Linked DNA regions of Gossypium arboreum: region 2 is linked to region 1. A link is a contact called in public Hi-C data. All regions are on one chromosome and are shown on one strand. The core of a region is the stretch at or near the end of the contact, and the rest is flanking DNA. Distances in the headings are between cores, read along the strand shown.

Region 1 (3,593 bases), core at 487-2,986:
CACAAACTAATAGGACAGAAGTTAGCCATCTCACAAGGATCTTTAATCTTAGGGATTAAAACAATCGAAGTCTCATTACCACAACCAGCACTTTTTTCGCCCTTAAGAATATCATGACAAAGATGTAAAACATCATCACCCACAATAAACCAATGATCTTTAAAAAAATGCCTCGATAGCCCATCAATCCCCAGCGCCTTTCGAGGGTCCATTTGTTTAAAACCCTTCATAATCTCCTCGTCCGTAAAAGCATCATTCAGCCTACGGTTTGTATCCTCATCAATGCATCTAGGAATGTACTGCATGTCTCTATCAACATCAAGATTGCACGAAGTCTTAAAAAGATCATTAAAGTAATTCCAAGCAATATAGCCAATCTCCTCCTCGTCATCATGCCAAGTCCCTTGCAAATATTTAAGTTTTGAAATATTGTTCTTCCTTCTACGACCCGACACCCGAACGTGAAAATAGCGAGTATTTCTACCCCCCTCCCTCAGCCACTGGGAGCGCGCCCTAAGAGCCCAGTATTTTTCCTCAACATCATAAAGATAGCCAAGCTTTCCACGAGCTTGTTTAAGCTGACGCGTGGTCCACTCGTTCGAACCGCCATCCATGAGTTGACTAATCTCCTTCTCTAACTTTTTGATTTTGTTCGTCATTCTTCTAAAGCGATGATATAGCCACGGACCCAACTTATCACGAGTCAGGTCCATTTTATCTATCATAGAACAATCCTTCTTCGACCAAATACCTGAAATGATGTCTTTAAGCTCCTACTCATCCACCCAGCAAGTATCATATTTAAACCAAGCCCTTTGACCAGCCTTCGCCTTGTTGGGTCTACTACCTTCCGAATCCATCATGATAGCCTCCTGGTCAGACTTGGACTGGCGAACGATGAAGGAAGTAAGAAAGGGAAGCTTCTCCATGGTAGCATCAGAGACAACGAATCTGTCCAGGCTCTCTTTCACGAGCCGATCTCCTTCCCTATTGTTAGTCCACATAAACCATCCATTATAAGGTTTAACATCGGTCAGCTTTAACTCCTCCAGAAAATTACCGAAATCCTCCATCAAAATCTTAGGTTTACACCGGCCACCCTCCTTTTCCGAGTCATTCAGGATGACATTGAAGTCACCCCTAACAATCCAGCCTTCAGTAACCTTATCGCTTACTCTTCTCAACATGTTCCAGGCCTGCTGTCTTTGACTAGAATCGCTCTGGCCATAAAAGCCAGTAAATCTAAGCACCGCATCATCCTCTAGTCGAACCAGTCAGTCGATATGGAATTTTGAATAGTTCTGGATCGAGACATTCACGCTTGCTCTCCACATTAACGCCAGCCCCCCGCTCTTTCCCTTCGAATCGACCGCAAGACAGCCCTCCATCCTACATAAATTACGAATAGGTTGGAAACCATTAGATTTGATTTTAGTCTCACAAAGAAAAACAATATCTGGGACGTTAGCAATAAGAAGTTGCTTAAGCTCACGAACTACTACCAGGCGACATTCTTTTTTTTTTTGATATAAAAAGACCTGAAGGTCAACCTCAATTTATTGCATCTCTCAAAATAATATCATGGATTTCCAAAGGATAATCCACGTCAAAATCCGTAATACCATTCTGAGCAGTAGCCCACTTACAAAGGTAATCAGCCGCATTATTACAACAGCGTGGAGCCCAAACAAATTTAAAGTAAACACATGGATCCAATATTTTAATACTTTCCCTGATGCAGTAGCCCATGGTTGAAAAGTCAACCGTCATCCTATTTAGCCGATTCACCAGGCTTACACAATCAAACTCAAACCCCAGCTTACGCCAATTTTTTGTCCGCGTAAAATTCAAGCTTTCTTCCAGTGCATCAAACTCGGCCCACTCGGCTTGGACGTTCTTCTCCAACACGCCCACTCGACCGCCTAGGACAAAACCATCATGGTCCCTTACCACAAGCCCAAAACTCATCTTTCTTCCCATCGTAGTAGCGTCAAAATTTATCTTAATCACTCTCAGACCGGGCTTCGCCCACCCTTTTTCCATAGTCGGCTTAGGAATCATCGGTTTTTCCAGGAAGTTAAAAATACGAAATTCACGGCTTAACCCAGCAGCCCTTTCCCAAGTCATTCTGGCCTCCTCCTCTACATCCCGAAAAACTTTATTGTTGCGGCTGTTCCAAATATTCCAAAGCACCGTTATGAAATCAGAAAAAGCCTTCTTGTCCAGCGCACGAGCCACATCCTCAAGCCAGTCCACACACTGACCGTAGCAGCCTTCCAACAAGTTATTATTCAGTCATTCATAAGCTAGCACCGCTCTAGCCTTAGGACAGTCTTTCATAGCATGAATCAGAGTCTCCATAACAGTCCCACACCTTGGACAATTACTATTAAACTCCCTTCTAATACTGGATATATTCTCGTATGTAGGCAGAATGTCGTGTCCCAAACGCCAAAAAAAATCTTAATCTTAGGAAGAGTCTGTAGTTTCCACGTGATCTTCCAAAAAACCCGATGAGGGCCAAACCCTACATGCTTCAACGTCAGCCAGGAATAAGCAGACTTAGTCGAGTAAGAGCCAAAGGGGTTATGGAACCAGATCTGAGAGTCCTCAGGGCCATTATGAATAATGGGGATTTTACATATTTGGTCCCCAAGTCTTTACCATAGATCGCAATTACTCGTCCCTCGTTCCAGTCATCTTTCTCACTGTTCAGCAAGTCACACACTTTTTCCTCTTGGACCTCCCTCCTGCGCAGCCCAATCGAGTCACCCGAAAGCCCTTCAAAACCCCACCTGTCGTGCCAAATATCAATCCTGCTTCCCTTACCGACATTCCAGCCGAAGCCCTCGTACAGTAAACTAGCCGCTTTTGTAATGCTTTGCCAAGTAAAAGATGGCTTGTCAATCCGCTTAGGATGAAAGACATCCCCATATGGAAAGTATTTTGCGCTCAAAACTCTCAAGCACAAAGTGTCCCGACAGCACATAAGATGCCACACTTGCTTACCTAACAACGCAACGTTAAAGCGCCTCAAATCCCGGAACCCGAGACCCCCCATTCCTTTAGGGTAACACAAGCGGTCCCAAGATAATATATGCCAGCCTCTTTTCTTATCTTCCCCCCCACCACACACGGAAAATCAAAGATTGAAGCTCCTCCAGGACGCCATTAGGAACAAAGAAAACAGAGAACCCGTAAGTAGGAATAGACTGCAGGATAGACTTGATGAAAATCTCCTTTCCACCATACAAAAGTAATCTTTTTGACCAGCTCTCAATCCTACTAGCGGCACGATCTAAGATACTTTGAAAAGCCGCTGACTTCTTCTTACCAATCGGAATGGGTAGACCGAGATAACCATCAAGGTTGGCAACCACCTTCATTCTAAGCAAGCCACTTAAAGATGTGCGTTGAGAAACAGGAGTGTTAGGGCTAAAATAAACCATTGACTTGTCCAGGTTGATGCTCTAGCCCGACATCCTCTCAAATGAGTCCAGGATTTTTGTAAACTCCTCCACTTCACTTCTTTTGTTCCTAACAAACAAGAGGGCATCGTCAGCAAAAAAAAGGTGATTAATTCTAGGGCCATC
Region 2 (3,593 bases), core at 509-3,008, 220 kb before region 1:
AACTTATTTTAATTATAAAATAGCATTTTCATAATTTAACAACTGAATTAGTGACTTGGTTAAGGGTGTCACCAACTCAATAAAACACTTAAAATAATAGTATAGATTAATAGTATAACTAGTTGATAAAGAATTATACTTACTAAAAACATATTAGTTTATATATTTCTTTTTCTTTTATATACAACAATTTTATAACAATTTTATATTATTAATTTCCAATTTTAAATTATTTAAGATGATTAGACTTAGTTCAACCAAAAACAAAATTTTGAACTTTTCTAATTTTTTATTCAATTTTTTACCATGATTTTGGGTTGATTTAGACATGATCATGAGTCAAATTGAGTCAAGTTTAAGTTAGATCAATGAAAAATTTTAAGTCCAGGCTCTGTCTAGAAAATGGATCTAATTTTTTTCCGAGTCTGACATAAATTAAAAATGCTAAAACAAGCTTGACTTGACTCGTCTATATTAATTTTTTAGATTATTATTTTTATATAAAACAAGTTTAAAAAATATAATACATAAAATACACTAAGAACATTAAAATAAATATTTCTCAACAAAATAGAAAATGAATTAACCAAAATCTTTATACTTAAATAATACTAATACTCCTTCCAAAAAATAATAGTACTATATTTACAACTTAGCAAGTAAATATTTCTAAAATAGTAATAAAATTAACAATAAAATAAAATTTATACAATATCTAAATAGTAACAAAAAATGATAACAAATTAGCAACGAAATGGCAACAAAATATCATCGAAATAACAACAAAACAATTGATTCAACCTGAGTCAAAAAATCCTACTTAAGACCTAACTTATTTAAGAAAACAAGTTTTATTTTTCGTTCAAACTCACTTTTCAAATCTATATTTTTACTCAAGTCTTCTAACTTTTCGAATGAGATTTTTGTGTATGTCCCATTATCTTCAAGTTATCTTATATGTATTTTATTTCAAAGGTTTTTTCTCTGTGATTTACTGAGAATTTTGGCTTGAGTTAAGTTCTAAGAACAAGGCGTTCTCAAAAGAAACCAGTAAACATTTTATTCATAACTTTACATGCATGTATTACATGCCAGAAGCATACACATTACATGAAAATGCAGCAACAACAACACACATGAAACACACCAAAGAAAACACTGAAACAAACATGAAAATTTTCTCAAATCTCTTCCACTCAACACTTGATCTCCTCAATCTCAATCATTTTCTTCTCTGGTTTCTTCACTTCTTGTTTGGGGACAGTCACCACAAGCACACCATCCTCCATTGATGCCTTAACTCCATCGGTCTTCACATTCTCCGGCAACCAAAAACTCCTCCGGAACTCGCCTCTGCAACGCTCAACTCTATGCCACTTAACATTTTTATCATCTTTATCCTCCTTCCTTTCTCCATATATTTTGAGCACCCTTTCATCATCAATCTCAACGTTCACTTCCTTTTTGTTGAGCCCCGGAAGATCAGATATGAACACATGGGCCTCTGGGGTTTCTTTCCAATCTGTTGGGGTGTTAAGGACTGGACATTTGTTGACCATTGAAAGGAAAGGGTCGTAAATTTCATCGCCAAATAATTGGGAGATGAGAGCCATCTTTCTTCTGGATTCTATGAAATGGGAATACAGTAATGATGAATATAATGTACAAATGGAACTTATCATATTTAAAGGATGAATAAGCTGTCTCTTGAACTTTCTTGATTTTTACTATGAAACTAATAGTTTCATATGTTCTTCTACGATCTTCTGTCGTTATAATTTCTTGCATTTTAATCACTAAAGAAGTTAGGTTGTCGACAAGTATTATTTTAACATTATCTAATACAAGTTCCAGAAGTTTATGGATAAATTAATTGCGTAAGCATCTGTCATTGTTCCGAGAGATGTTCCAGAAAATGGAAATGAAGCAGGCCCAAGCCCTAATGGATGTCAGTTTCTGACCTTGAAAAGCCTGTAATGTCCTCTTTGGGCCCATGGTTTTGTTGCTTGGGCCAAATTGCTCGTAATTAAAGAAAATTTATAACTGACATACATTCAAATTAACTCTTTTGAAAAAGTGGCGAGTGATTTTTTAATTAATTATTTAATTTTATTAATGTATTTTTTATTTAACTTCTTTTTAGATTAATTAATTATATTAAATTCAGTCAAAAATTTTAAATGATAATTACCTTTTGAGTAAAAAATTTCTAAAAGTGGGTATGGGTTGAATGTCATTTGTTTTTAGAATATAATAAAAAAGTGAGTATTTAGTACACTGACAGTGTACTATTTTTATTACATAAATAATATTAAAAATTATCATGACTCTCTTTTTAAATATTTATTTTTAATATTTTATTATACCTCTATAGTGGTCAAATTTCAAGTCGAATCTCTCTACTAGAATCGCACTTGAAATTTAATCTTTATTTTAATTTGACATATTTTGTATTCTATTTTTTTAATAACATTAGTTGATTTATATTGTTTTTATCCACAACAATTTTAGTTAAAATGTTGAGGTTGAATTTTTATTTTTTGAAAAGTACACACTTTTAACTTATCATATAGAGATAACTTTTTGTGGGTTAAAACTATATTTTCTAAGAAAAATTATGTATCTTGAATAAAATCGGTTCCCTAGGCTTTTCTCCATGATACATATACAACTATTTTATTTTTTCTTTTAATATAAAATAATAGTCAAAGTATATTTTATTCTTTTATTGTACTCATATTTGAGATTTAATATTTATGTTTTAATTTGACATAATTTGGTTCTCTACTTTTGCAGTGATATCACCAGTCCAAATAGTTAAACATATAATTTTTTTAAAAAAGTAACTTCCTAACAATTAAAAGGAAAATCTATTTTAGCATGATTATTGGAAAAGTTTTAGGCTCCGTTTGTTTACCTGTAAAAGCTTTTTTGTAAAAGCTTTTCAGCCTTTTCCAATGTTTGTTTGGCTGAAAATAATTTTCCACGGTAAAACATTATACAAAACACGGGAAAAGGAGGTCTTTTTTGGGGAAAATGTCTTACCCTTTTTATTTCAGTAAGATATTTTCCGAAGTTTTTCCTCTTCACATCCCAGCATCAGAACTTGCTAAACGCTCTCTCCTTCTCCTTCCCTTCCCTTCATTGCGTCCCCGGCCTAGGATTCATCTTTGTATCAAAAACAGCTAGCAGTAGTTTTGTTGACAAAAAGAAAAAGGCCCTAGCCATTTCTAGTCTTTTCAAAAATGAAACTCTCAACAATTTGGTGATTTTTCTCTTCAATTTTTTCGTCTACTTCCCTTCAGCGATTTGCCATTTCAAGTGAAATTAGTCGATTTAAGTTCAAAACTCAATTGTCAAAATAGGCTGTGAGACAATTAACTATGGGAAATAATAAGAAATTTAGAACCGTTTTAGAATTATATGGCTTGTTTGCTTGCTTCTTAGCAAAATGTATTAACATTTTTGTTTTCATATATTCTTTTTTCCCTCTGGTTGTTCCCCGATAATAATTGAAAAGAAAGCTTTTCGAATTGATGTGAGATTAAAGTAGGTAGTTTTAATTAAGTCCTAGACTTCAATAGATCTATTAA

Evidence for each region. A called contact is a pair of places that touch in the nucleus more often than the background predicts.
Region 2: a contact with region 1 is called in a Hi-C map of leaf, with 2.4 times the contacts expected there. The contact joins the promoter of LOC108456292 here to the enhancer-like site in region 1. A contact is called at or near these places in 2 of 5 Hi-C or Micro-C datasets (both in leaf).

The regions. Positions count from the first base shown.
Region 1 is chr9:13,281,869-13,285,461 of ASM2569848v2, reverse strand. No RefSeq gene overlaps it. Among protein-coding and RNA genes, the nearest start is that of LOC108455176, 9.2 kb to the right of the region's middle. Within about 2 kb of position 1,736, at least 1 of the 2 cell types and tissues checked has an H3K27ac peak or open chromatin away from gene starts, as enhancers often do. A contact at or near this core is called in leaf, where this site is marked.
Region 2 is chr9:13,501,795-13,505,387 of ASM2569848v2, reverse strand. LOC108456292 (18.1 kDa class I heat shock protein-like) reads right to left here and starts at 1,758. Exons shown (of 1, transcript XM_017754887.2): 1 at 1,035-1,758. The coding sequence starts at 1,682. The coding sequence ends at 1,197.